Regions from separate parts of the Zea mays genome. Here regions 1, 2 and 3 are each linked to region 4. Evidence: chromatin contacts called from public Hi-C data. All regions are on one chromosome and are shown on one strand. Each heading gives the region's core, a stretch centred on a gene start, on an enhancer-like site or on the middle of the called end of the contact. The rest is flanking DNA. Distances are from core to core; before and after follow the strand shown.

Region 1 (7,495 bases), core at 4,384-6,883, 290 kb before region 4:
ACCACCCCCGCGGCGGTGAGCCCCCCATCTCGTAACTCCTGCAAGGCCTCCAGAAGGGGCTAGAGTTTCTCCTGCTTCTCGCGTGTGGCCCCCCAGCGCCAGTTCCTGCCGGCGGCAGTCACCACTCGTTGAGAAAACGATGGGAGCCTTCTATCGTCGTTCTGGAGGTAAAACCACCGGCGCTGCCACCCCTTGTTCGAAGACACAAGGATGGCGGGGATGTACTGCTGCGCGCGCCCCTGCCTCAACTGGAGGGTGCAGCCACCGGCCCGCACCGCCATGTGGACCTTCTTTTCCCCCGTCGTCAAGGCAAAAAGCTCCGCGGAGAAGAGATGGGTCCACAGATCCCAGTGGGGGTCAATCCCCAAAAAGCCCTCGTAAACCGCCGCGAAGATGGCCGCTTGCGCAATGGAGTTGGGTTGAAGTTGTGCAGCTCCACCCCGTAGTAATGCAGGAGCGCCCGCATGAAACGACTCACTGGCACTCCGAACCCCCGCTCGTGGAAGGAGACGAAACTAACCACATACCCTGGTGGCGGAGTCGGGACAGCCTTGCTCGCAGGGACCATCCACTCCGGCTGCGGGTCACCGGAGAGGCGACGAAGCAAACCATCGGCGACAAGGGCCTCCAGATCGTCCACCGTGACAGTGGAGAGAGGCCACGGGTCGAGCGGCGAAACGACGGTCACCCGGTCGGCCATTGCCAAACGAAGGGGGTGGAGGCGGAGCGGACAAGGTGTGCGGTTTTCTTTTCTCTGGCTATCCTCTTAGGTTGCGGAAACCAAAGCAGGAGGCGAGCAGCAGAGTAAAGAACCACCGTCGGTCCCTCCTCCGGGTATATAAAGGTCCGAGCGAGATTCATTCAACACTTCGCCCGAACCCGCCGCAAAATTCAAACTCGAAGGCGAAACGTCCGTTCCTCGAACGACTCGCGCACGCGCAACGGCCGCCCCGCGAACCACCTGTCCCGTCGCATTAACTTCGGGACAGGGCAAGCGACACCTTTGGCAGGCGAAGCGGGCGACGTTTCACCTCCGCCATGATGACCGCATCAAAAAAGGTGCGCCACATCGTTTAAATTCATATCCTTTTCTTCTTCCCCTTTCTCTCTCTTGCTACAGGGACCGGGAAAGGGGATATTTTGAAAGGGATCCTTCTCCGCGAAGGAAGCGGGCCCCGAGCCCTCCTACTGATCAGGGGTTCGAAGGCTGGCCCCTCGCAAGGGTTCGACAGCCGCCCCAGAGCACTCGGGCTTCAGGCTCATTACTGATCAGAGGTTCGAAGGCTAGCCCCTCGAAAGGGTTCGATAGCCGCCTCAGAGCACGCAGAGCGAGGGATGACTCTGGGTACGTCCGATACATGGCCGAGGCTCGGGCTATGCTCCCGAGGTACCCTAGGACATTTCCGAGACCAGCAGGAGCGATTTTGTATTGGAATCCCATCGGAGGGAGGCATCGAGCCCTCGGACCCTATCGAACGGGACCGGGTCCGGCAAATCACTTGCAGGTACTTTTGGAGCGCGCCTCTGGGCCACTAGCCGACCCTTATCGAATGGGGCACGGGCGTCCACTCGGATCACCCGTTAGCAACTCCCTGGAGACACCATGTTCGGCGCCCTCCGAGGGCAACATGGCGCTTTCCCCCCTTCCTCCTTGTGGAAAGGCGACGAAGGGGCGTATGATAAAAGTCGAGTCAGTCCTTGATCGTCCTCTCGCTCCGTGCAGAGGCTCAAAGGGTGCTCTCGCAAACCCGGCTACGGCCAAACCGTTGACAGCGTCAACAAACTAGCCTGAAAACTCGGAACCTGACCATGCACCCGGGCTACGATCAGATCGCATGAGGGAACAACCAGACCGGCCGAGGCATCAAGAAAGGCATTAAGACCTCATAGGAGTCAAACCACTCCTCCGAGGCCTCGAGGGCTACACCCGGCGGGTGCGCTCGCGCGCACCCACCGGAACAAAGTGTAACCGAGAAGGGCCGATCCCCTCGCAAAAAAGTGCGGCAAAGCCTCCAAGCGAGTACCAACACTCCCTTTGAGGCTCGGGGGCTACTGTCGGGTACTGTAATTAGGGGTACCCCCAACACTCTTAAACACGGCTGGTAATCGCCATCAGCACAAGCTGCAGAGACTGATGGGCGCAATTCAGACCAAGGCTTCGTATACTCAAGGGACGCGATCTCACCTCGCCCGAGACCAGCCTCGGGCGGGAATAGTAGTCCAGGCGAATTCACGCCTCGCCCGAGGGCCTCCTCAAGCAACGGGCGCGCCCTCAACTCGCCCGAAGCCCAGCTCGGGCTCGTTGTGAAGCAACCTTGGCCAAATTGCCTCACCAACTGACCACATCGCAGGCGCATTCAATGCGAGGATCGCCTGACACCTTATCCTGACACACGCGCCTCAGTCGGCAAGGTCGAAGTGACCGCAGTCACTTCGCCCTTCCACTAACCGACCTGACAGGAAAACAACGCCGCTCGCCCCTCTCCAACTGTTGTGCCACTTGCCGGGGTAAGGCTGACAACAGCTAAGTCCAGCCTCAGGCGCAACAGGAAGCTCCGCCTCGCCCGACCTTGGGCCTCGGCCTCAGGAGGAGGTCTCCGCCTCGCCCGACCCTAGGGCTCGGCCTCACCCTCAGCCTCGAAAGGTGGCCTCCACCTCGCCCGACCCCAGGGCTCGGCCTCACCCTCGGCCTCGAAAGGTTGTCTCTGCCTCGCCCGACCTCAGGGCTCGGCCTCACCCTCGACCTCAGGAGGAATCGCGTCCTCGCCCGACCTCGGCCTCAGGAGGAGTCTCCGCCTCGCCCGACCTTGGGCTTGGATCGACCGCGCCACGGAGGATACATCATTACCCTACCCCTAGCTAGGTCAGGCTACGGGGTAACAAGACCGGCGTCCCATCCAGGCTCGCCCCGGTAACAAGTAATGATGGCTCCCCGCGTGCGTCCATGACGACGGCGGTTCTCAGCCCCCTACGGAAGCAAGGAGACGCAAGCAAGGTCCCAGCAGCCCCGACAGCTGTGCTTCTACAGGGCTCAAACGCTCCTCCGACGGCCACGACACCGCGTACACAGGGCTCTAGCACCTCTCCGACAGCCACGTTGGCATGTACATAGGGCTCTGGCTCCTCTCTGCCGGACACGTTAGCATATTGCTACACCCCCATTGTACACCTGGACCCTCTCCTTGCATCTATAAAAGGAAGGGCCAGGACCCTCATACGAAAAGGTGGTCGCGCGGGAGGACGGGCTGACGAACAGGCTCGCTCCCTCTCCCTCGCGAGCGCTTGTAACCCCTACTGCAAGCGCATCCCCCCTGGCGCAGGATAACACGAGCCGTGTTCTTCCCCCTTGTGTTCCATCTCGCGCCAACCAATCTAGGCTGGGACACGCAGCGACAATTTCACTCGTCGGTCCAAGGACCCCCCGGGGTCGAAACGCCGACATTATCGCAGCATGATCAACCCGAGAACCTCCCTATACGTAGCTCCTCTACCGCCCTTGCCCCTTTCGGGTAAGGTAGTCCCCCACTAGCTTTACTAATTAGTCAGCTGTGGTAGCACTGTTTTCCCGGGTGGTTCTCCATGTTCCAATTAACATAATGATCTTATCATGAACAATAATCAACAACAATAAAATTGGAACATCAACATAATATAACATTACTTTCCCAAAACCAGGTAGAACAATAGCAAATCTACCCAATAGTTCATCTATTTGCAAGGTGGGGGATAAACAATGCTAGGGAAACCTATTAGGTCCCATCAAATTAACCTGAGCATTTCACATTGATTAACATGAACATTATTGGGTAAAGAAAAGTGATCAAGAGCACAACTTGCCTGAGACTCAAGATTCACAGGTACCAACTTGCTCTTCAAGTGATTCGTAACCTCGCTGCTAATCGTCGCCATACAAACAAACATGGTATAGCAAAAATAACGTCACAGCAAACATAAGAACAAACTGCATAATAACGGTCTACGTATCGTAACGAGATCGTAGGTTCGAGAACCACTAAATTCGGAGCTACGGTTATAAAGTTATAATTTTCCAAATGTTTAAGTGTCCACTATAAAGCAAATAAGGTACAAGATTTTAATCATAGATTTCATGGTAATACAAGGTTACTAGATGATAAAAAATTAATATGGGATTAATGCAACTGGAATGGATCAAAAATGTGTTAAAATGAATTAAATATGAATTAAACAAGTTTCTGGAATTATTTTTATATTCAAAATCCTTTTCTTTATTAATTTCACTCATTTTATTTCACCTTTGGGTTGCGGGCACTATTTACCAGAAGCTCGGGGTTGAATCTACAAATTCCAAGGTGTGGTTGTAATTATTCAACACTGGCTGTGGATGGAGGATTGATTCCACAACATTCCGAGGGTTCTTTTATAAACTAGTCGGTTGTCCGTGCGTTGCGATGGCTTACAACAATAAACTATCCATCAAAAAAATTTCAAGATTTTTTATTGATTGTCTCCGCTCTCTTTATAATATTTTTTTTTGATTTGGCTAACTGATGTTATTGTTTACTCCATACAAATATGTCTTGGTACAACACGGCCAATGAAGTGAGCGATTAGAAGAGAGTTCACAACGATTGACTGAATGAACAGAGCTTATAAAATGACATAATTCCATCATACAGAGAACAAATAAGAGAAAGTTTGTGAGATCAAGTTTATAAAATAAGTCCCATGAAGTCAAACTTATAAAAAAGATAGATCAAAATATGTAATATTTGCTAAAGGCAGACAACAATAAAAACTGGATGCGCTTTATATAAATTACGCTACTTCGTAGCAATTACTAACGTTCAAAACCAACAAATAACCTTTCATTTTGCTGTTAGTGTGACAAATCATTGCTGCTCCATCCAATTCAGCAACCTCAAACACCATGTAGCCCATTGCGCCAATGTGGTATTAGAAACCACCTAATGCTTGCAAGAGCAAAGAACGTCGTGTCGTGCTTGGGCTGTAGCCTCGGCCCGTAATGCTGGCCCGGCCCGACACGATTATTTTTTTATTTTACAAAAAACGTATATACCTATATACAATTTATATTCAATATTAAAAATATCTTAGCGTGATGTTCTACTGGTTAGACAGTTTTACCCAGTGTCTCTCGCCCTTCTTCCATCAGGGATGGGTTCGAACCCCACCTCCTGCACCGTTTTTTAACATTTTACGCTGATTTAATTAAATAGATCGACGGGCTGACCCGACACAGTTAGCAGGCCGATATGACGTGTCTGTGCCATAGTTGTGGCCCGCGTGCATCTAGCCCATGTCGGGCGTCGTTTGTCATCTATAGACGTGCAACAGATTAATTTGAAATAGCTGTGAGGGGTTATTTGTAAAAAATGACGTATGACGACCGTTGAAACTGGTGCTTTAAGTATAGTATAGATTGCGCACAACGAAGGGGTACAGGCGCATCCTGACCGTTGGATTGCGTTAACGGCCAGGATTAGAAAATCCTTCTTCCAACCGGTACATAAGCATAGCCAATGGATCTAGGATCGACGGCTATGATTCAAAATGCCAGAGAGGTAATCCTATACGTTCCACGGGCATCAACAGTCACGACTCACGATCTAAATGGCCCAGGACTCACCCCCGTACGCCCTTGCGGCAGATCGGACGGACCACGTCCATATGCCCGAATCCATCACCTAGGCCCAATCCTGGTCGTTCGAGATTACATCCACGACCATGGTCTTCCACGACCAGACCGCGACGACGCAGGGTCACCACGACGGCACCATCGCCGGAGCACACGGTCCCCGCGCAAATGGCCCCTAGCTCCTAATCCAACCGGCCCAAGCGAAACGGAGACGCCAACTAAGCACTCAATAGGATTCTCACCAACGTTCGGAGTGGAGACGAGTCTGCCCTCGGCGTGAAGGGCTTCGCGGCGGAGAGCACTCAGATGAGGAATTACCATCGATTTAGGCTCTTCCGCGGCAATGAATTATGTAGCGCACCTTCCACGCACCCTGTGTTTCACTTTAGGCTAGGCTCTACGGGTCAAGTCGACTCCCTAGCGGCGGTTCGCATGCGACGGCGCTCTCTGCTTCACCCCCGCCCTGTACCCGGTATATGGTGGCTTCGGTCGCGGCCACATGAGACGAAGAGGAGGAACAGATGACCTGGTTATATAGGCGCGAGGAGGCGAGTCTGGCATGAAACAACAGTGCGAGATTTCCTCGGCGCACAGAGTTTGTTACGCAGTCGCTGGCGCGAGCTCCGATCCGGTGATGACGAAGGGTAGGGACCCGACAGGTGGGCCCCAGCTGTTGGTGAGAAACCCGGCAGTGGCACGCGCAACGGACCCCGGACAGGCGGGGCCCACCTGTCCGCGCGGCACGCCGCCTAGCTGGGCCGAGCAGGCTAGCAGTGGTTGTGGGCCGATTTCAGGAAAAAGGTCCAAGCGCAGGTATGGCTTCCTTTTCCCTTTTTTCCTTTTGTTTTATCTTTTGTATTTTAATTTCCACATTCCAAATTCAAATTCAAATTAGGTTTTGAATTTCAAGCTCCTAGTTAGATGCAACAAACAAAATAATCCCAGCATGATGCAATAATATTTTATTATTTGTTTTGTTATTTTCAGTAATACTAATGCTTAATTCATGAGAGAGAAGAAGATAATTCACTCATATCAATATTTGAAATTCTTTATGTAATTGATTTTCAATTTCTAGTTTTGAGTCCAACATCTAACTTTAACAACTCCAAATATAATATTGTCATTTACTTATTTTCAAGAAATGATTTCTAAGCTAGTAAAATTCCTATTAACGGCATTAATTCAGATTTTTTTAAAAAAATCTTTCTAATAAGTCCAAAGTAAGATTTTGGGTGTTACAGCTAGTATTGGGGGCCTTCTTCCCCTGAAGGTCCTCCAAACACTTAGCCAATAACAATTTTTTTGTCTTCTTTCACATGTTGCATGACTAATGTCGAAGGTAGCCATCAGTTAGAGCTGACAATATACACATTTCTGTAGGAGAAAACTTCGGGTGGATACCATATGCTCATGAATGACGAAGCAAGGAAGTATCACCAGGAACCTTCGGAATTTAGTATGCTAGTCCAAAGAGGGAAAGGACAACTTTGCCCTTGGCATGTAAAATAGGCCAAATGTATAGGCCCAAGGTCACAATTGTAATTTCACCGAAGTTGTACCCCACAACTATAAATAGAGGAATAGTGACATGCATAAATTATGTTTTTCTGGACCTTGAGCATCCGATTGCTCAACCTTCGAAGATACCTTCGAGCTCTAGCTTGTATGAAGCCGAAGGTACATTTGTAATATTTTAATATTTTGCAAGGAAGGAAGTAAATACAAGTGCGCACAACTAGAGGAGTGATATGTTTTGCTCTTCTTGATTTGCATACCATTATCATTACCTTTATTGCAATATCCTTTTATCTTATAGCTTTAATTGATTTTAGTAAAAGACATAATTAGAGGGAG
Region 2 (7,227 bases), core at 549-3,048, 330 kb after region 4:
CGACGGCCAGCGCGTTATCTTCTCACCCAGACATCCGAGAACGGCGGCGCTGTCGGCCTCCATGGCAGACGGATGGCCGTAGCCACGCCATTCAGCGGTGTAAGGCCATAAACCATAATCCGAAGGCAGCCACACGATGCATACACCAATGTGAATCACACGGAGAAGTTCTTACCTGGAGCTCCAGCGATGAATCCTCTCATCACTGCAGCGACACCCGATGAATTGGTGACATCTGACATCCCTAACTTTCACGAGTCCTGACGAACCTCCTCGACCACATACTGCAGCAAATTGATGGCGAGGCTGAGCACATAATCGGGGTGGCGTCAATTCTCTCTCTCTCTATATATATATACGCTTGACAATGGATGCAGTCGCTTTCTAGGGTCCTGTGGAGGCCGCAATGGCTAGAGGAGAGGTAGGCGGCCATGTTATATTCTCGAGGGGTCGACACACGGGCTGAAACTAGGAAGATTTTGTGAGCCGCGCGAATCTTGGGCAGTTGTAACAACTTTGTTCGCGACGGACTTGACGGGGAAGAAGCTACTAGCAAATGGGCCCCGGACACCACTAACTTGTTGTTTTTTCGCGCGGTGAATGGGGTGGCTGAAGTGCGGGTCCCACGAGCTAGAGACGTGAAGCGTGAGACATTGGCGGGTGGGTCGCGAAGTCAGTGATGCGAGCGAATTGTGAAACTGGCCTAACGGCCCCACCTGCTCGAGCGCACCTCACGCAGATGACTAAGCAGGAGGCCCACCAGGCAGAGGAATTTGGCCAGCGCACGATAGTGACTGATCGGTGGGGTCTCCAAGTCAGCAGACGCGCGGCTGGAGTACTGCTGGATCGCACTGGTGATGCGGTTCTGGGCCGGAATGTAGGTTTCGGCCCAGACAAGGTAGTCTCTCTCTATATATATTTTTTATTTTCATTTTTTCCTGTTTTCTTTTTCTTGTTTTATCATTTCTCCTATTTCAAATATAGTTTGAACACCCAATTAAATGCACAATCAACAAAAAAGGCTCCGCATGCAATGCATGGTTGATTTTACTTATATACCAATTATTCATTTAGTCAAATGCCTCATATGCAACCCTTAGAGAATAGAAATGGTTATCTAATAATATTAACTCCTCGTGTAGAACTTTCATTAAGAGATGTTGTTTTTTAAAAAATATAGTTTAACAAAAAGTGGATAAATTAACTCATTTGGTGTAATATTTTATTAGAAAATATATTTACTTTGGGATAAGTAACTTGAAAGGTAATAAGATACTTATTAAAAGATATTTCAATTTAAAACTTTTAAAAAACTTTTATAAATCCTAAAATATAATTTTAGGGTGTTATACGTTGTCATCGCTAGTTCAGCGAGCCATACTCGAGTGCACTTGATACTTGATCGGTAAAGAAAGCGGGAAGTTTATGATGATATACGAAACTTACAAGCCACGTGTCGTCATAGGGTTACGTCGATCCGAACTAACTGAGAAAATGAAAAAGGATATCCACCCGAACGTTGTTGCTTGGAAGCTTCAGGTTTCGGCACCAGCATGCTAGCATGTCTGCTATCCGTCTCACAATCCACACATGACACCGCATCCCCTTTTGCCTTCCCAAGGCTATATCTGATCCGGAAATCGACTGCCTTTGACGTGCACAGATCATTCACCCTAACTTCACATCCAACAATTCCTTGCAAGCTAACGAATGGACACGCTTTCAATCCTCACGCCGTTGCGCGTGGCGAGGTGTCCATGTTGTACATATACGCGCTCGTTCCACGTTGTTGATCGATGTGCATAAGGACCCAGCGATCAGGAGCTGACTGTTTTGTCCTCCAGCAATCGGCCATGTCGTCCCTGGTCAGGTCGTTCGGGTCTCTCTACTCCCAGAAGCTCCGCTCCACCACCCGTCTCGGATCCGCGACGGCGGCGCCACCGCGTTTCCAGGCGTTGGTCCGATCGGGATTCTCGGGCTCCAGCCACGGGGGAGACGTGAGACGTCCGCCGGCTCGGCCGAGCCAGCATCAGTCTCAGGACAAGGAGCGGACGCCTTTCTTCATCTTGTGATTGCTCGACTGTTCTGTCCGTTGTACAGTTATTAGTGGGTCCCGGTGCGGCTCCTAATTCCTCTGCTGCACTGCAGGGCAAGGCTGGCCGTCGGTTCTATTCTTGCTGCTGCAGCGCCAATGCTGCATTCCAGATGGGCGTCGTTCCTGCTGATTCAGAGTAGAGCAAAGAGCCCTGTACCGCGCGCCGCGAAACTCTGCACCGATGCAAAATTTAACTCTGCGCCGATGCCATCAGGTGAGGTGGATATGGTGAAAGACACGGCGGAGGTAGTGGCGGAGGCCGTCGAGGACGCGGCCACCGTCGCAGAGAAGGTGTCGTCGGAAGTGGCCGAGCAGCTGCCCGAGAACGGGAGGCTGAGGACAGCGGTCGTGCTCCTGGAGCACGCGTCCAAGGAAGTCGCCGAGGAGGCACACCTTGCACAGAACATCATCCACAAGGTACACACCAGCTTGCAGTGTCATATGTTTGCTTGCGGAGCATAGAAACAACTCCCGTTCAGAAAATTGATAGGATTACACATCCTCATCTCTGTCTCAGACCTCTAAATGACAAACAAACAAATAAATAAATAAACAATGGATCGTAAAACAGAGCAAACAGAGGGCATCTATCAACAACAGCAGAGCGGCTCAGGTGCAGCTGCAGCTCCTCAGATCCACTTCCGGATGTCTAGAACACGACGGCGGCGGCTGCCACAGCGCCGGCGATGGCGACGAAGCTGATGGCGGAGGCAGATGCGGCTGTGCTCTTCTCCGTGACGGGCGCGGCGGCCGGAGTCAGAGCGGAGGCTCCCGCCGGGGCCATCGCGTCGCCAAATCCCGCACCGGCGGGGCTCGTGGCTGGAGCGTCGGCGGAGGGGGCGGACGCCGGCGACATCGTGGGAGGCGAGGGCGGGGAGGCCATGGGGGCCCTGGTCGGCGGCGGCGGGAGAGGGGCCATCTTGGGTGGCGCAGGGGCTGGGGCGCGCTTGGGCGACGCGGCAGGGGCCTGCGCCGTGGCCGCGACGGCAAAGAGGGCGAGGAGAGCAACGAGGACGGCGGCGACGCGGGCCATCGATCTCACCAAGTGACAGTGACTTCCTTCCTGGATTGTATAGTTAAAAAAACTTGGCGATGAGAGAAGGCCGCACGCGACGCCGTATTTATAGGCGAGGCGGCAGTGGCCGCTGGGTTCGTTTTCAAATACTTTCGGGTACTTATTAGCCGTTGGCCCTGGTTGCTTGTGTCCAGTGCAACGGCGGCACACGACGGGCCACCGGAAGCAGCTCGTGAATCGTGATAGGACATGGGACCGTGACGTCGTGCGCAACGGCTAGTTGTGCGTGAGCCAGGGCGGCCGGATCCTCGACGGACGGCGAAGATGGCCCTCTTCGCAGTCGGCCGTGGCTAAGGCCAGCTAGCCGTTGCGTGTCGTGCATAAAAAAGCCGCTGTCCCTGGCCGGCTTTCAAGCGAGGAGGCCAACCTGCTAGACTGGCAACGGAAGCCAAATGATGCCTGCCACGACGCCGCCGCACCGAAGCGCGCCCCCGGTGAATGCATAGTGTTGTGTTCAAAAGCAATCGTGTCGCCAGTCACGCAATGCTCTTTGTTTGGAAGTAAGATAATTGAAGGGCTATAATAATTTCCTAAACACGTCCTTAGAGAGGACACGTTTTTGGTAGGCTGCATATAGAGATGGCAACGGGTACAAACCCGATGGGTTTTGCCGTCCCAAACCCGTACCCGTGAAAAATATCTATGCCCATTAAAAAACCCGTACCCATGACGGGTTTGAGATTTTTCCCAAACCCGTACCCATCGGGTTAGCGGGTACCCATGGGTTACCCGCGGGTTTCATCTCCAATATACTTGTTCTTCTCATAATCAATAAGTATCATAATGATTAATGATATCATGATCCAAAATATATGTAATGAACAACAAGTTCATGATTTGGTATAAATATTATTAGTATAGAGAATAAAATACAAATAATAAGTTGTATAATTAAGTGACCTTGCACTAAGTTATCCATCCACCACATATATAACACTAGTAAAAACTATAATAGCAAGCAAGCAACACTCTAACCGACTACTGATATATTCACCAATTGATAAAAATTATGAAGTAAATAAGGAATAACAAGTTTGTTGTTCGTTTATAAAATAAAATGACAATATGCACTAGGTTTGGTCGGGTTTAAAAAACCCACGGGTTCACGGGTTTGGGTACTATAGGAACAAACCCGTACCCATAAACCCGCCGGGTATAGATTTATGCCCATTAACAAACCCATGGGTATGAAAATTGACCCAAACCCGTACCCTAATGGGGTAAAAACCTATCGGGTTTCGGGTTTCGGGTACCCATTGCCATCTCTAGCTGCATATGGCCGGTCAGGCCGGTGAGATAACGTATGCTTGTTTAGTTACTTGTCTATGTATCTGGACACTGACAGACGGTATTTGATTGGTTATATGTCAGTGGTCACCTACACTGCGGGATGAAGTATCTAGCCCCGAGCCAGCTACGGAGAAACGAGTTTATTTTTTTATCTCGGGAACCAGGCTCAGGCTAGCCTGTTTGGAGCGGCCAGACTCCACTATGAAACAACCAAATGTGCCTAGATTGTCTCCAGCAGTAAATGTAGAATATGGGACGTGGAATTGTAGATACGCTGTTTGAAAATGTTTGCAGAGTGAAGTTTAAAATATGGGATGAGATAGGAAATGTGATAGAGGATCTACCGGAGATTGTCTTAAATCGTATGTTTGGTTCCTGGTTCAAACCTTGATGTAGGCCAAGCCTAGTCTGAACAAATGGATGCAAGTAATAATTAGCTCGGTTGTTTGGTTGTCTGCATTAAATGAGCCAGGATTCGCTAGACGTGTTTGGTTGATCGGACATGACTATATCTACTGCTGGGTGTGTGTTACTATCAAGTTTGACATGAAAAGAGATAGTAAAAGCTAAACAGCTTGAAAATTTACATAATTTACCATTTAAACATGGACAACTTGATCATAACAGATGAATTCTTGAAAATTTTACACAATTTACTAGCTAAACATCTTAAAAGATTTACACAATTTACCAGCTAAACATGGACAAAGATAGCAATATGGACAGAGATAGTAACATGGACAGCTTGATTCAAGCTTGACAACTTACATAATTTACCAGCTTGACAGAGTAGAAACAACTTGTTAGGTTACAAAATTTAACATGAATAGTAGTAACACCTTGACAGAGTAAGCTTGATAGTAGTTGTGGAAGATAGATATCCCCTACATCCTTATGAACGTAGAAACGCCTCATGGGCCGCCTGATGGCCTCCCAAAGGTTGCCTAGCAAGATAGGCCCTCGGGTCACAACCAGGGTGGACGAGCTCGACCCAGGGAAACGGAGACCGGACGTCCGAGTTATGCGCAGACCGGAACATTAATGTCTCACGTGAAGAGGTTGCGCACACCTAAAGGGCTAAATACTTGGTGTTAACTCGGCTGAAGAAGCGACCAGGCTCCGGATAAGCACAAATGCATTCTGCGTTAAAAGGGGATTCAGGTAGAGTGAGATATTGATCACAACTAGTAAAGGGGTAACCCTCTGGTTATCTATATAAGGATGAGGGGGTACCCCTATGAAAGCATCTCATCTTGTCACATCTAAGCACCACCTCATAGCTCATTAGCTTTCTCATAGCAACCACACACCACTAGATCAGAAGGAGAACTCATCCTCCACCGCCCACATCTCACATGTAATCCGTGTACACCAGTGAAATTTCAATACACAGCCTCGACAGGAAGTATGGTGTTACGCATTATAGCGGCCCGGACATGTATAAACTCTCGTGTGACCCGACATGCTCCCGCAGTACCATCGAGTCACAATCAACGACGTTGTGCTACTCAAAAGCATCACGTGGGGAACCCCGTGGTGCGTAGTCGGGCCATAAACATCGACAAATGGTGCGCCAGGTAGGGGTGCAACGTTGATCCACGACGAGTCCATGGCTATTATCTTCAACACCCTGGTCACCTTCAATGCTGGGGAGGTGTTCCGCTTTGGATCCCTCTCCTACAATGCAGATCAAGAAGGCATCTTGACCACATCACAGATCCATCCGAGATAAGATCTTCTCCGATGGCACCAATTGCGGGGTGGGTTCGTCCCATTTGACTCCAGCGAGAACTATGACGACGAACTCCAAGGTGCGAAAACCTCAACTAACTTCTACCCCGCACAGGATTGCGCCCACGTCGGACGGTCTCAGGGCCAAAACAATACATGTGGCTCGATCGGCTAAGGCTACACCCCTGTCACGGCGAACCTCTCTATCCACGCCACCCACCCGGGTGTGGATCCGGATGACTCGGCGAAAAGGAGTGGATAGCCCTGGCCCCAGCGTGGCTGTGGGAGCAAGACCAACAACTGTCTCGATCGATCCGCTCACATGGGAGACAGCCGGAGCGCAGGACACAACCCTAAGCTCTTTCTTCCTGGATGTCCTCTTTATCCAAGGAAGAGTTGAGGATGCTCCCATCTCCGACGACTAGCCCACTATACAAGGGGAGGATCCCCGCAGACTGAGGCACACTAACGTTGGAACAGGCGCCGTAACATGCGGCGTAACCATGAGGAAGGGGAATGGGATCCTGCTTAGCCTGTTTCCCTGAACGAGGCGTCTGAAGCAGGAGAGACTCCTGACGACAGGGCGCTCCACGAACGCCGCAATTCATGACATCGCGATCGTTGCCACACCTAGAAGAGCGAGTGGGAACAAGCGGAGCATGATGCCAAGCTCCGACGCGAAAACCCACTCCTTCCCCAATTTCTGCTGCCCGACTTCGCTCGAGCCCTGAACACGTTGAGTGAAGTCAACGGAGTTCAGGCTCAAATCGCCAAGGATACCGACTGATGCACACCTAGGCGCAGAAGCCTATCGACTGATGCACACCTAGGCGATGAACCATCTTCTTCCCCCCGCCCATCCGGCACTAGACATGCGCTACGTCATCAACAGTCGGCGAGACGCGTAGAGCAACATCAATGCTTTCACGCGATTGCCGACATGAAAGTGAGATGAGGCAGCGGGAAGAGTACGATCAAGACCATGGTGCACTAGCACGCATCCGCGTGACCAGGACAGAGTCGGTGGTAGCTTCTA
Region 3 (7,321 bases), core at 4,052-6,551, 490 kb after region 4:
CTTAAATTCTTAAAACAAGCTAAAATAGCCAGTGACAACCCACTGTAATTTTTACAGAATTTTTGGAAATTATTAAAACCCTGTTGTAGTTCAAACCTACCCTAAGAAAACCTAAATGGAAATTAAGGGAAGAGAAATAGAAGATATGAATAAAGGTTGTCCCTAAAAAACTTTATTGCTGTCCACAAAAATATATCAAAGCAATACCAAACCAATCTGTTGTCCTAAAGGAAAACCTAAGTCTAAAGAGTGATAAGTCTATCTATGCACCACTAGAAGCCCCGCATAACTAAGAAAACCCTAAGTACTTCTCGACTTAGTTTCTTTTACATAATGTTATTAAATCACGCATAATCATGACATACATGTTCATTGCATTTCGATAGACTGTAATCTTGCTGACGGAGAGTACATCCTCGTGCCGGAGCAAGGAGCTGCTCAGGAGGTAGCCCCAGATCCAGCACCAGAGCCAGCACCAGAGGACCTGCCTGCCACTGCTTTGGAAGGCAAGCCCCGGTTTTATGCATAACCGTTATATATGCTATTTTACTGCACTTAATGTTTGTAGGTTTGTACTGTGCACTTAAGTGTAGGAGTTGATTTAAACCCTAGTTGCATGATCTCAGGAATCCTATTGAGATGAATACTAGTATGCTAGGTCGAGTAGCTGCTTTACTAATTAGGGATCTCGGTAGAAGTCGAGTGATTTTTCTAGCACTCGCGCGAGGTCAGGACATTGATTGTAACCACTTTCATATCGTACTGATGTTGGGTGTGGGCAACAATCCATGGGGATTGGTTGTCTACGGGATAAAATGTGAATAAGGATTAAGGTGTGGTACCGTGAGTCAAGCGTTTGAATGTACTAAACACATACCGAGAAATATGGTAAATCGGTAAGCCTAGTACCTGAGTGAACCTGCCCGCAGACTTTACCCCTCACGCGACCTGAGACGAGGTCTCCCATTCCGGTTATGGTGGGTACAAGTGCGGCCACTGCACGATGGCCAGTCGGGGTCAGTGGGGCATTGTACGCCAAGGCGGTGAGCCCTGATCTGTTGCCAGGGAATCGATGGGGACGGTTGATATGTGTGGGGACGGAGTGCCCCTGCATGTCGTGTGTTTAGGTTTACCTTGCAAGGATAAAAACTCAATTCGAATCGTCTGCTTCTCGCAGCTAATGAGACTGCTTGATCCATGCTGCTACATTGAGTAACAAGTGGAATGATGCGGAGATGATATAAGATGTTGATTGCTAAAATGTTTGCTACTTTGTATGAATAGATAGTACACTTTTAGCCTTAAGAGAGTCACACTTAACTTTGACTAAGTTAAAATCTCGATTTAGAAACTCAGCTAGTGCTTTTGGCAACCAAACCCCCACAGCCAAACAGCTGCATGTCTAGAGGTAGAGGAGTAGACTCCTCACACCGGGTAAGTCTAGCTGAGTATTAGTATACTCAGCCTTGCTTGTGGCATAATTTTTTACAGGTTCTCTGGAGGAGATGGTTGCTGGGATAACTTGGCCGACCACCCTGCCACCGGGTTGGACTGTCGAGTGGGACCCCGCCTCGGCTGAGGAGGAGCATGAGGAGTGATGGGACAGGCTTCCCCATCTCTCTGTTTTATTTACCGTTAGTTTTATTCCGCTGCACTTCGAACAATGATGGTTACTTTTGCAAAATTCCGATGATGATGATGATGTAATAATTTAACATTGTGACATGTATGGTTTTATGCTTTATTGTATTTGCTCTGTGACTCACCTTCGAGTGAGACTGTGGTACTTGATCCTGTCAGTGGCCGTGTCGGACTAGATCCGAGGGATTGACGGGTTATTCCCATTTAAGTGTGGTCTAGCCTCTAAGGCGGGGCTTAGGCACTTAAGTTGGAATAATTCGGGCAGTTCCGTCACACTTCTCCCCCCTCTGCCTCTTGGAGCTGGTGGCCTGTAGGAAGTTTGCTGCATTCCCGAAGATTGTGAGCTTTGCTGGCTGCTCTATGTGTGATTTACCCTATCGTCATTTGTGTTGGGATTACATGCCTAGGGTGGAGTCTTCCTCCGAAGCCCCTAGTCATCTTGGAATACCTGTAGGCTTCCTCCCTTCTTTGATGGAAATCATTGTCAGCTTGGATGTATTCATCCATCTTCTAGAGAAGCTTCTGCTTGGTTTATGGTGGCTTTGTTGCAAAATATTGTGATGTCGGTCCTGGTTGGAGCCCCTTGATCATGGCTTCGATGACGATTTCATTAGGCACTGTTGGCGCCTAGGCTCTTAGTCGCAAAAACCTTCGGACGTATGCCTACAAATACTCCTCATTTCTTACGTGCACGGGAATAGAGCTTGAGCAGTCACTAGCTTCGTTTGGAAGCCCTGGAAGCTTGTGACTAGCATATCCTTCAGCTTTTGCCACGATGTAATTGTTCCCGGCCGAAGAGAAGAATACCAAGTCTGAGCCACACTCCTGACTGTCATGACGAAGGACTTTGCCATGACAGCAGTGTTGCCACCATATGATGATATGGTTGATTCGTAGCTCATGAGGAATTGCTTCGGGTCGGAGTGCCCATCATACATGGGGAGTTGTGGCGGCTTGTATGAAGGTGGCCATGGAGTAGCCTGCAACTCTGCTGCTAGGGGAGAAGCATCATAAAAAGCAAAATTACCATGGTACAAGTCATCATACCATCCATCATCGTTGATTGGAGTTTCTTGACGAAGCTCTCTGTGTTGAGGCCCTCGTCCTTGGTCATCCTACCCGATGTGGCACATTTATTCAGCGTCTTCGTCGATCTTCCTTTCAAGTTCGGCTAGCCGAAGCAACTTTTCCTTTTCCTCCGTACTTGGTGATGTATAGCTTCTAAGTCTCTGATTTCCTGGTCCAACTCCTCCTCCTGAGGTGTTGGGCCGGTAGCCTTTCTCTTCTGGCTCCTATCTTCTCTCAGTGAGAGCATATCCTGATTGGTGTCCAGTGGCTACAGGGCAGCCCCTGGCACTATTGCCTTCTCGGCGGCATGATGAAGGTGAATGCTTGTCGAAGATCGTGGAAGTGAATTCACCGGAGGTGGGCGCCAATGTTGGGCACTTGTTCTCAAATGCTGTGAAGCAAGAACAAGGCAACACAATTGCTAAGTATTAAAGACCTTCGTCTTCCGAAGCATTATCTCCTCACGGACGTAATGATCATCAGACGAAGGTTATGAAGGACATATCATCATCTTATAGATAAACAAGAATGCAAAGAGATGAAAACAGTAAGAGTATCTCAATGATTCCTTCGTATTTGCATTCCACAGAACATGCATGAAAATTAACAAGATTTATATTACAATGATACCTTCGGCTTGCTCGAAGGTGTTGATGCAAGGGAGATTACAAATCAGCGTGAACAGTACGGTGCTACTGTTCATCTATTTATAGGCATGGGACAGAGCTCGGACAAAAGTACATTTATGTCCCCAATATTCACTTATGACCGTAGTACAAGTCATTAAGGACTAAGTAGTGGTCTCATCATCATCGGGTTTTCCATAGGGTATGTCATGTTGCTTGAGTCATGTTGTGAAATTGATCTTGTGCTATTTTTGAACCATGCCTCCAAACATGATTTATCATTAGTGGTTGCATGTCCTCTAGGTGTTTCCTAACATAGGGTTCTATGACACTAACTAGTGACAGACAATGTAATGAACTTGTTGCACCATTTCAAACTCTATATCAATATGTATTTTTCTCCATGTGCACCCTATTCCTGAGGTTCTACCTTTGTGCTAAGGGACTAGTAGCCCAATCACCAATCATCTTGGATGTATTTGGTGCCACAGTTCATGACCTCCTTGGTTCTATATGCCACAATGAGAGTCCCTTATGGGTTTTGGTATTTGGATGATAACACAATTAAAGGATTAACCAGGGTGTTGAGTGTTGAACAGGTATTTAGTGAAAAGCATGCAAGGTTCAACACATGGAGTCAATGGTGATATTCTATATAAGCTGAGCCAAAATATGGATTATGGGTAACCTTCGTCATGCTAGCTCAAAAAGGTCAGTCCTTGTTCTTCCATTGAAATTGAGAAAGAGACTTAGATCCTAAATATTTTTTGTATAGTATCTGTTGCCAAGTACCCTCAGTTGTGAGCAATTTGAAAAGCCACTTATTTAGTAGAGTTGTGTTCTTGATGTCTAAATTATGAATTCCAAGGCCACCTTGGTTTTTTTATGCTATAAAATGTCCCATTTGGTAAATCTGTATTTTCATTTTTCTTCATCACTTGCAAAAAAATCTTGATCTGAGGTAATCTATTTTCACGGGAAATCTTTGGACAAAAGAAAAGATAGCACATACATTGATAAGCTGCTACACACCAAGTGGAATCGAGGACATCAGTATTAATAATGAGGCAAGCTGCACCCAAAAGATCGACTAAGGAGATTCCTTTTGTCGCATTGTTTGCAGCAAGAAAGACCATCATAATTCTTTTTGAATTGTATTTTAAAAATAACTCACTTCAATTCTTTACTGCTATAAATCACCAATTTCCACTGTTGATCGGCTCCCCCCTATTCAAATGACAAAAAAGCTAAAATTATACATAAATGTGAATTCAAACCTAGTTGTTGGCTCCAAACTTACATTCACATACACCTAGTCAACAGAACACATATATCTTTGTGTTTTATACTTTATACTAAATATAAATGGAAATAATAGCAACACACGGGCACCTAACTACTCTATTTTTTATAATGCAATTCATAAATGGTCTCGGGCAGGATGTTGTGTCCTTGCAAAGTCAATTTATGCTGAGTTATCTGCTACTGCAATAGCATGCAGGAGAAAATTTACTCCTTTAAAAACATCTTACTGGCCACAGTTTTATTCAGGAATGGTTCTTACAAGAATGCAATTTCTGCACTTCAACTTCCACTTCTATGCCAAAGTACAACCCAACAGTCCATACGCACAGTTGAAATTAGTGAAGTGCTGAAAATTGTGCAGCTGTAAAAATGCAGACATGGAGTAAGAAATATTCTACCCAATTTTAGATATTTGGCCAAAATCGTTAGTCTTGAAATTGAACAATGATGGTTTCTTCAAGGTAATTAAAATAAAAAAAAATAGTCATATCATAATTGTAGCATTGTATGCTAAGGTTGTTTAAGTTGTGAATCTAATTTTTGAAACGAAAATATGAAGTAGGAAAGGCTTACCTGCCAAAGATAACATGTTAGGTATCAAATATCTGTGGCACAAGCCATCAGCAGGGCACCACCCACATGCCCAACCCAACCGCTGCTTTTATTTATACACCTCCTTTGGCCTCTTGCATCATCAGCTAGTTTACTTGCGCTGGGCAAGTCTCTAGTGCCAGCTTGTTTACTTGTAGATCCAGGCTCTCTCCTCTCCAAGCCTTTAGCACAGCAAAGTCCCAGTGCCATCCCTGTTCTGCCGTTGTATGTGAACCCTCCTATGCAATAGCAAGATCTCCATCTCTCTCAGCTCTCTCCAGCTTCATTTCCACTCAAGAGTTGAGCACGGATGAAGAGGCCGACCAGCAGAGGTTCTTCAATGGTCAGCGGGCAAGCAACCACAGATCTACAAGGTAGACAACAATCTCCCAAATTATTTCAAAACACAACTATATTTATTCTTCAATTATTATTTTCATCCAAATAATATCGGAAATACAACAACAAGAAAAAAGAGTACGTACGGTTGGTTGCTTCGCAGTTCGTCTTACATCTAAATTTTGGTCTAACTAATATCTTGTGAACATGATTTTTAGTCGTATACATATGCATTTGATTTGATGCATATGAAACCGTATAGGTTAGTGTCAGCGTGACAAAGACAGCAAATTTATATATATATATATATATATATATATATATATATATATATATATATATATATATATATATATATATATATATATATATATATATATATATATATATATATATATATATATATATATATATCGACAGGCACAACATGGCCTAATAATTAAGTCTAGCCAGCTAGCTTCATCTCTCCCTTGCTTGCACTTGCAGAAGATAGCTGCAGGTCCATGGAGCCGCACGGAGTGGACGGCGATGCTACGGCCGCGGCTGAGCGCGACGACGTGGACGCCGGGGCGTACGACGAGGAGGTGGACGAAGAAGAGGAGCTCGCAGGGTCCCGCGGCGGCCTCGGGGAGAAGAAGCGGCGGCTGGCGGCGGATCAGGTGCGCGCCCTGGAGCGGAGCTTCGAGGTAGACAACAAGCTGGACCCAGAGCGCAAGGCCCGGATCGCGCGCGACCTCAGCCTCCACCCGCGCCAGGTCGCCGTCTGGTTTCAGAACCGCCGCGCGCGCTGGAAGACCAAGCAGATCGAGCGCGACTTCGCCGCGCTCCGCGTGCGCCACGACGCACTCCGCGTCGAGTGCGACGCGCTCCGCCGCGACAAAGACGCCCTCGCCGCCGAGGTACGCGATGGATTGCTTTCATTGTGGAGTGGAGGTTTTGATTTATAGATCAGCTGTCATGTCATGTCGTCAGATAAAGGAGCTGAGGGGCATGGTGGAAAAGCAGATGGAGGTGAAGCTGGAGTCCGCGGCGGAGGAGCTGCTGCCGGTGGCGACGAGGTCAGCAGCAGCAGCCGCTGTGTATAACAAGGACGGGTCGACGGACAGCGACTCGAGCGCCGTGTTCAACGAGGAGGCGTCGCCCTACCCTTACTCCGGCGCGGCCTTAGACCATCAGCAGCAGCAAGAAACCAGCCACCCGCTGGGCTTCACGGGTTTCACCTCCTTCTTGACGTCCTCTTTCCCTTCCGTATACCATGGGGATTCGCATTTGGACCAGGAAGCGGACGGCTTCTTCAGCGCCGCCGCCGCCGGCGACGGATTCTTCGCCGAGGAGCAGAGCGCAGGCATCGGCAGCTGGTACGGCGGTGAGGGTTGGTAGAACAGCAACAGCTAAGCTGTTGGCTGCCTGGAGGCTGGAGATCACTCTTGGTATCGTATCTACCATTCTTGTAAAATATGGCGCTGTACATTATATTATGCATGCATGGGTCCGGGACGCGGTAACTATATACTACTATGTAGAGTTAATTTATATGGAGTAGTTAATTTCTGTATTTTTCACTGGCGGGCTGAAAGCCTGAAACACGGGCTACGAGAGGAGATAGGCCGGGTAATACGGTTATTGTTCTATAAATCTTGGTTGACATGCAGTTAATTTTTAGACATCTCTCTCGCTGTATCTAATCTAGAACAATCATATAATGTGGACAGTATATAAGATACTCGTACTTTGTGGGCATGGTTATCAGA
Region 4 (6,710 bases), core at 2,418-4,917:
TGGTTGCCTTGCGAAGCCATTGTTGTGGTCGTGGAAGTGAGTTCACCGGAGGTGGGCGCCAATGTTTGTTGCTTGTTTTCAAATGCTATGAATTAAGAACAAAGCAACACAATTGTTAAATATTAAGGACCTACGTCCTATGAAGCATTACCTCCTCTCAGACATAATGATCATCAGACGAAGGTCATGAAGGATGTGCCTTCATCATTTCATGGATAAATAAGAATGCATAAAGATAATAAATATAACTCATTGGTTCATTCACATTTATATTTCATAATATACACATGAACATTAACAAAATTTATATCACATTGATACCTTCGGCTTGTTCGAAGGTGATGACGCGAGAATGATTACAATCCAGCATTAACAGTACGAGGGCACTGTTCACCTATTTATAGGCATGGGACGCAGCCCGAGTAAAAGTACATTTATAACCTTTAACATTTGTTTATAATTGTAAAACAAATCACTAGGGACTTACTAGTCTTTTCCTCCTCGGTTTGGTCTAGGCCGAAACTGGTGGCAGTTTTGCACTTGTCATCATTGCTTCCATACAAGATCTTCATCTTGAGGACCTTCGACAGAGAAAAAGAAAGTCTTCAGAATCACTTTGTCGATGGTGTCTTTGTCTTGAGGACCTTCGCCGGAGAAGAAGACCCCCAACAGAAAGCAACTAATCTAATTTCTAGCAAAGTCACATGCTCTCAGATTAGATGTTCCCATTCCAAAATAAGCAAATCATTTTTTCCAATCTGCTAACCCCAAGCACTCACAAAATAGCACTTACCATGTGCGATAACATGAATCTCACAGTTCTGTTCCCGTAAACTCGTTCTTGCAATGGTTTTAGGGACTTCACATAGAAGGATAAGACATCTAGCAATGGCATGCAACCTTTTCTAGCTCTTGTCAATCTAGATTCCGCTTCTGAATTCTGGCTATACTAATACCTACTCTACAATTAAATAAACATAATCAAGGAAAAACTAATCTAGCTCATAATGGCATGTGTACTGCTAATGTACTATGAGACATAACATGGAAGCTGCTTAATTTAATTTGCTCCATACTATCAACAAGTCATTGATTTAACGTCGAGTCATATCAAAACTCACCACAATACAACAAAACATATCTTTCATTCATTCTTCTCCTTAGATGATTGCCCAGCCCTGGTAACAATGGTATTTATGTGACTCGCTATTATACTATGCGCTATGCAACCTTTTCATCAACTTGATCCTGATATTGTTCGTAGAGTGGTTTAACCAATAGAGAAAGCATTACACCTAGAAAAAATGGTAAGTTTAGTATGGACTATGCATATTGAGCTATCATAAAAGGACAGTACATCCAAACATTTATGAAGAAATACTTTATAGAACTCACCAATGTAAATGAGCGTAAGAAAGTTGAAGAGCATTCCAACGAATGAAACCAGCCACAAAATTAGTTTCACCTTTTGTACTAAGGAGAACAGGAAAAGGTAAGACCATATATAGTTAGGAAAAATATACATTAGAGAGTGTGTGAGAAACTGAGAAGCTCGAAGAAAGAGAGAGATATTTATAAAACTTTCCTATCTGTCTTGATGGCGATGTCATGACCGACAACCAACAACCTATTGATCCATACAAGAGCATAATCTGCAGCTTTTTCAAAAACTACATTTGAAACCTCAAGGTTAGGAAGAGGCCTATGGAGGAACCAAAACAATTGTTTAAGTTACATTAAAATTAAACTGTACATTGTTTATCACAGAATATGACGCAAGATCGCAAAAATCTAATATCAATCAAGGACATTGAAAAATGATTAACAAATCAATTCTAAGCAATCAGGAAAAATGATTACACTGATTCAAATCAAATGATGTTAACTTCTATCAAGTTAACAGATCATACACATTGACTTGGTGCTACGAGTTGCTGAAGCATAATAATATGAACAATTGTCAACATCAAAAAACAAAAAAGGCATAGAGCACTCGGTACAAGGTAATGACATAAACACCTAAGCCTGCCTTGTATAAGGGATAGTATAACATTACTACAGGCTATGGAGACAAATGACACATGCTATGGTTTCACACATTAGGAACAGAGAAGGGGTGCACATACCTGGTGGGTGAGCGTCGCAGGCGGAAGTCCCAAAGGCCCGAGCACCGAGCGTAGGGCGGAGGCGACAACAACCATGGAAGGAGGAGATGGCGGATAGAAACCGAGGCCTAACGAAATACCAACCGAACCAATCCCGATGAATCCTAAACTGTTAGGGATAAGCGTGCATAAGTTAGTGCTCCTATTCCTTGCACGATGCAGCAATAAGCAATAGGGTGGTTGCGAGGAAAAACTTAAACGATCCGTCCGAGCAGCAAGGAACAGGGCACCTTACCTAGCAGCAAAGGGATTAAACCGGTAGAGATGTGGATTGAAACATTAATGTCTATTTGGATGGGGAGGCAGTTGCGGAGTTTGGTGGTGAGCGCATTGAAAACGGAGGTCGGCCAAGAGGTCATGGCGCGCCCACTCCTCTCCGTCGCGAATGTATGGCAGGGGCCTGCCATCAGAGTACCTGGCTTGCGAAGTGGCCGTGAGGAGCAGCTCATCCCACTTGGAAGCCTCGCGCTCGAGCCACTCGGCGCGGGCACACAGCGCGGCGACGTCGGCCTCGACATCGAAGAGGTGCGTGTGGAGGACGTTGGCCTCATTTGCGGCAGTGCCCGCGCTTCGTCCTAGCGTGACGTGATTGATGGTCGCGATGTCGGTCTCAGCAGCGTGTGGAGGAAAAAGCGTAGGGAGGCATCGAAGAGGTGCAATGTGATCGGTGGTCGCGATGTTATTGGTGCGAGCCCACGTCGTCGCCGTCTTGGTCGGTGCCGAGGAAGCGATGGTTGAATACGAGGGAGGGGGTCGCTGAGATAACGATGCTCGTGGGCGTGCAGGAGGAGCGCCATTGGTTTCTGTGTGCCGGTTGCGATGGTGATCAACAGTTGGAGATGATGGGGCAACTCTAGTTGAGGTGAGGGAGCGAGATCCTCGGCCCAGTTGCGGCGTCAGCTCTCTGATGGAGTGCGGGCCAGCACAGATGGAGCGCATGCCGAGTACGTGGGCGGCCCGGCGAGCGCAATGAAGCATGTGCGAGGATGAAAGGGAGCAGGGAGGAGGTTGGAAGGGGCGGGCGAGGCCAGGAAAGACAGAGGCGGGACATGCTGTAGGGGTGGACGTCCACATACGCTCTTATAGTGTAGTAGAGATTGATGGCTATGACTCCTAAAAGGCATTGAGTCGAGCATCGTATATAAAGAAGTAACAAAAAATGATATATTCTATAAATAAGATAGCTATAATATTGACACTTTCATAGGTCTATAGAATAATAACCGAGGTTACCCTTTTTAGAAGGACTAATAAATCTATAACTTGTCATCGCTTCCTATATATATTATAAAAATAAATAAAATAAAATACCAAAGACGACGGGAGTATTCTCCGACTCTCCTTGGTTGCGGCCGGCACCAAGTGGCTAGTGGGAGTGACGTCCGAATCAACTGTCACCGTGTGGCCACCGCGTGCGTGCTTGCCTCCACCACCAGCGCGACAGGCGCCAAGCATCCATGCTTGTCCTGTCTATTTCTACCGTCTCACCTCTCGTCCCGTCTTCTCCACGATGGGCCACGCCACACCACTGAGCACCCTTCCTCCCTGTTCTTGCCTCTGTCCTATACTACTACTACTACCCATCTTTAGCCGCCGCGTGCATGCAAGAAGAGAAATAGCCGCCGATCGATCAGCGCTCGACCGACCCGTCATCCTTGACGAACGACCAGCTAGGAAACAGGAGGCACCTTCTTTGCACGTGTCAGTGCCAGCCAGACGAACCCAAGGTGAGGCCTCGCTGTTCAGAACCCTTTAATGCCCCCCTCCTTTGTTTGGCGTGCCTCTGCTTCGTCTTCGTGGTATATAAATGCTTTCCCCTCTTCTGTGATCGCCTTTGTGCCTGCGCCATTGGGGCCTGTTTGGAGAGGGGGGTTGCCGTCCAAATCGAACCAGGCTCTGAACATCCGTAAAGCAACCCCCCTCTCCATTCCAAACAGGCCCTCCTGCCTCCGTTCCTGGTAAATCCTTGAATTCTCGTGCTCATCCGGGCCTTCTTGTTTGCTGTGTGTGTATGTAGACGTTAGCGCTTCTTCTTACATGGTTCTGAATTCTCATGTCGAATCGTTGTTTGCTAGTCTGTATTTTTTTTTCTGTGTGGTTGTGAATCGGACGAGAATGGGGAAAAAACGAAGGTGGTCAATTTTGTTTCCATCGCGAATCTGATGATCTTTTTCCCCACCCACACGGCTTGTTGTTGTTTGCGTCAGTAATGGAATAACTTTGGCTCTGTCATTGCATATCATTTTCAGCCGTCTGGCAGTTGAAGGGGAGTCCCGGTCTGCTCATTCTTTCGCAGTCTGATGATATATATGTATATTCTTTTGCGTTTGAAGGACTCCTGTGTGTTGTTAAATTAAACTGGTTTCCGCGTCCGTTAGGACTTAGGAGACCTCATCGCGTAACAGCCTTCCAAAAAAATAAAGAGAGCCCCCTTCTCAACCAGCTGCTGATTAATTGGTGCAGGGCTAGCTGTCAGGACGGCTCAGCTCCAGCTTTGCGGCCCTCCAGCTCTCCCCAGTTCAAGTTCAATATTGGCGAGCATGCGAGTTTGCCCTCTTCCGTCGTCGTCATCATCATCGTCCTCGCGATCCCGGCGTCCCTGTTTCGGCCTACGCCTCCCGTAGACAACAGTTGCGCCCTGCTCTCCGGCAAGCTATGGCCAAGCTGAGCTGCTTCCCCGCTCTGCTCCCCGGCAAGAGGAAGAAGAAGACACGCAAGATCACCGATGCTATCAAGGCCAGCGGCAACGAGTGCCCCAAGGTGAAGCCGGTCGAAGTCGAACTCATCGACCCGACGCTTGGTGCAGGCGTCGTCCAGGACGTCGTCCCCGCCGAGCTCTCGGTCCCCGTGGAGGACCGCAACAATAAGGAAGCGGCTGATCAACTGGTGTTGGTGAAGGAGAGCGATCTGTCAGATTTCGACTTCAGCTTCCACGCGGCCATGAAGCCCGTCCGGTCCGACAGTGACGTGGCACTGGACACCTCGGCCGACGCTGCGGTGGCGGACACATCGCCGAAGCTGAAGCGGTCTTGCTCCAACATCGAGACTAAGCGACCAGGCTCGCGTTCCGCGCCCGAGATGCCGGCCCGGTCGCGCTCCTACGGCGATCTGGGCAACCTGGTCGCCGGCCTCGCCCTGGACGCGACGGCGACCCCGCACGGCGCGCCGGAGGCCAGTCCGGCGTCCGTGAAGACGTCGCGCACTGCCGACCGCGTGATGCTGAAGAAGCGGTCGTCCAGCCAGGTGCTGCCCTCGCGCAGCCGGAAGCTCTGGTGGCGGCTCTTCCTCTGGAGCCACCGCAACCTGCACATGCCGCGGTCGGCGCGCACGGCCCACCGATCGTTCTCGCCTGGCCGCCACGACGGGTACACCTCGGACACGTTCGAGGAGGGCCCGGCCGCCGACCGCAAGAACAAGACGGTCATGGTCGACGAGTCGCCGCCAGCAGCGTCTGTGCCCAACCAGTGGGTCGCCTTCTGCGCCGAGAGCTCCATCCACGACCGCGTCAGCGCGTGGGTCAGCAGCATCGAAAGCGAGCCTCCGTTCGATATCGCCGAGGAGGATGACGACAACTACGACGGAGAGGACGATGAGGAGAATGGCGAGTGTGCGGCGTCGCAGCCGCGCCATCTCGAGCTCGGGGAGCCATCGTCCGGGAAGGGCGGAAACAGCAAATCCAAGCGCTGCGCAACGACGGCCGACGAGGTCGTCCAGGCCAACACCGTGGTGCAGTCCCTGAACGCCTTCTCGTCGGTGGCGCACATCTCAGGGATGGGCCTCAAGGTGGTGCCGATGATCGCGCCCTTCTCAACCCTCCGGGCCGTCAACCTCTCCAGCAACCTCATCGGTGAGCAGAGCACTAATTTAATGAACTGCTTATTACTCTTCAGTAACTAACTATCAGTAATTAACTATGAATAATTTGAGTTGCTGCTGCAGTTCATATCTCCCCTGGATCGCTGCCCAAGGGCCTCCACTCTCTTGATCTGTCCAGGAACAAGATTGCCAGCGTCGAGGGCCTCCGGGAGCTCACAAAGCTACGCGTGCTCAACCTCAGCTACAACAGGATTTCGCGGATTGGGCATGGTAAGCACGTGTCTCCATACTTGAGGTTACTGCTGCTTGTATGCACAGTGCACATGCACTCATAAAGATGCGATCTGAGTTTATCATCTTCCCGGCCGGTACAGTCTGTCGGTGTGGATCAGAGACTCCGAATCATTGAACAGGACAGGACATCCCACATTGCGGTACCAGTTCCATGTCTTGGCTTCGAGTGGCCAGCGGTGGACATAATTGTCTGGGACCGGTGCCGTTGAGATGACCCTGTCCTGATTCGTTTATGCATTTGCTTTTCTGATTGAGGTGGCCCATGATGGACGAAGGACCCACTGCTGCCGACTGACATGCATCATCTTCGATTAATTGCATGCCTTAAGCAATCACGAATGCATCAGTTTGTTTTGTTTGCTTTGCTCATGGATTCCTCTGCGATGCTGCGCGCCATGGATCAGGTCTGTCGAACTGCACGGCCATCCGGGAGCT

What was found. Hi-C and Micro-C count contacts between places; a contact is called where the count stands out from the background.
Region 1: a Hi-C map of tassel shows a contact between it and region 4, with 3 times the contacts expected there. The contact joins the enhancer-like site here to the promoter of LOC100191600 in region 4. A contact is called at or near these places in 4 of 25 Hi-C or Micro-C datasets (ear, leaf and tassel) and 1 of 3 datasets of contacts at active chromatin or transcription factors (leaf).
Region 2: a contact with region 4 is called in a Hi-C map of bundle sheath, with 5 times the contacts expected there. The contact joins the promoter of LOC100278970 here to the promoter of LOC100191600 in region 4. A contact is called at or near these places in 3 of 25 Hi-C or Micro-C datasets (bundle sheath, ear and endosperm).
Region 3: a Hi-C map of leaf shows a contact between it and region 4, with 5 times the contacts expected there. The contact joins the promoter of LOC100273913 here to the promoter of LOC100191600 in region 4. A contact is called at or near these places in 2 of 25 Hi-C or Micro-C datasets (leaf and tassel).

What each region holds. Positions count from the first base shown.
Region 1 is chr1:142,727,853-142,735,347 of Zm-B73-REFERENCE-NAM-5.0, forward strand. No RefSeq gene overlaps it. Among protein-coding and RNA genes, the nearest start is that of LOC100283512, 260 kb to the left of the region's middle. Within about 2 kb of position 5,634, at least 20 of the 20 cell types and tissues checked have an H3K27ac peak or open chromatin away from gene starts, as enhancers often do. A contact at or near this core is called in ear, leaf and tassel, where this site is marked.
Region 2 is chr1:143,345,980-143,353,206 of Zm-B73-REFERENCE-NAM-5.0, forward strand. It overlaps LOC100278970, which reads left to right and starts at 1,799. Exons shown (of 4, transcript NM_001152063.2): 1 at 1,799-2,068; 2 at 2,149-2,231; 3 at 2,310-2,512. The coding sequence starts at 1,854. It overlaps LOC100274631, which reads right to left and starts at 3,189. Exons shown (of 1, transcript NM_001365149.1): 1 at 2,524-3,189. The coding sequence starts at 3,128. The coding sequence ends at 2,745.
Region 3 is chr1:143,504,592-143,511,912 of Zm-B73-REFERENCE-NAM-5.0, forward strand. It overlaps LOC100273913, which reads left to right and starts at 5,302. Exons shown (of 3, transcript NM_001148305.1): 1 at 5,302-5,605; 2 at 6,057-6,469; 3 at 6,543-7,231. The coding sequence starts at 5,542. The coding sequence ends at 6,950.
Region 4 is chr1:143,018,908-143,025,617 of Zm-B73-REFERENCE-NAM-5.0, forward strand. LOC100191600 reads left to right here and starts at 3,668. Exons shown (of 4, transcript NM_001137029.2): 1 at 3,668-3,892; 2 at 4,629-6,012; 3 at 6,105-6,251; 4 at 6,680-6,710. The coding sequence starts at 4,821.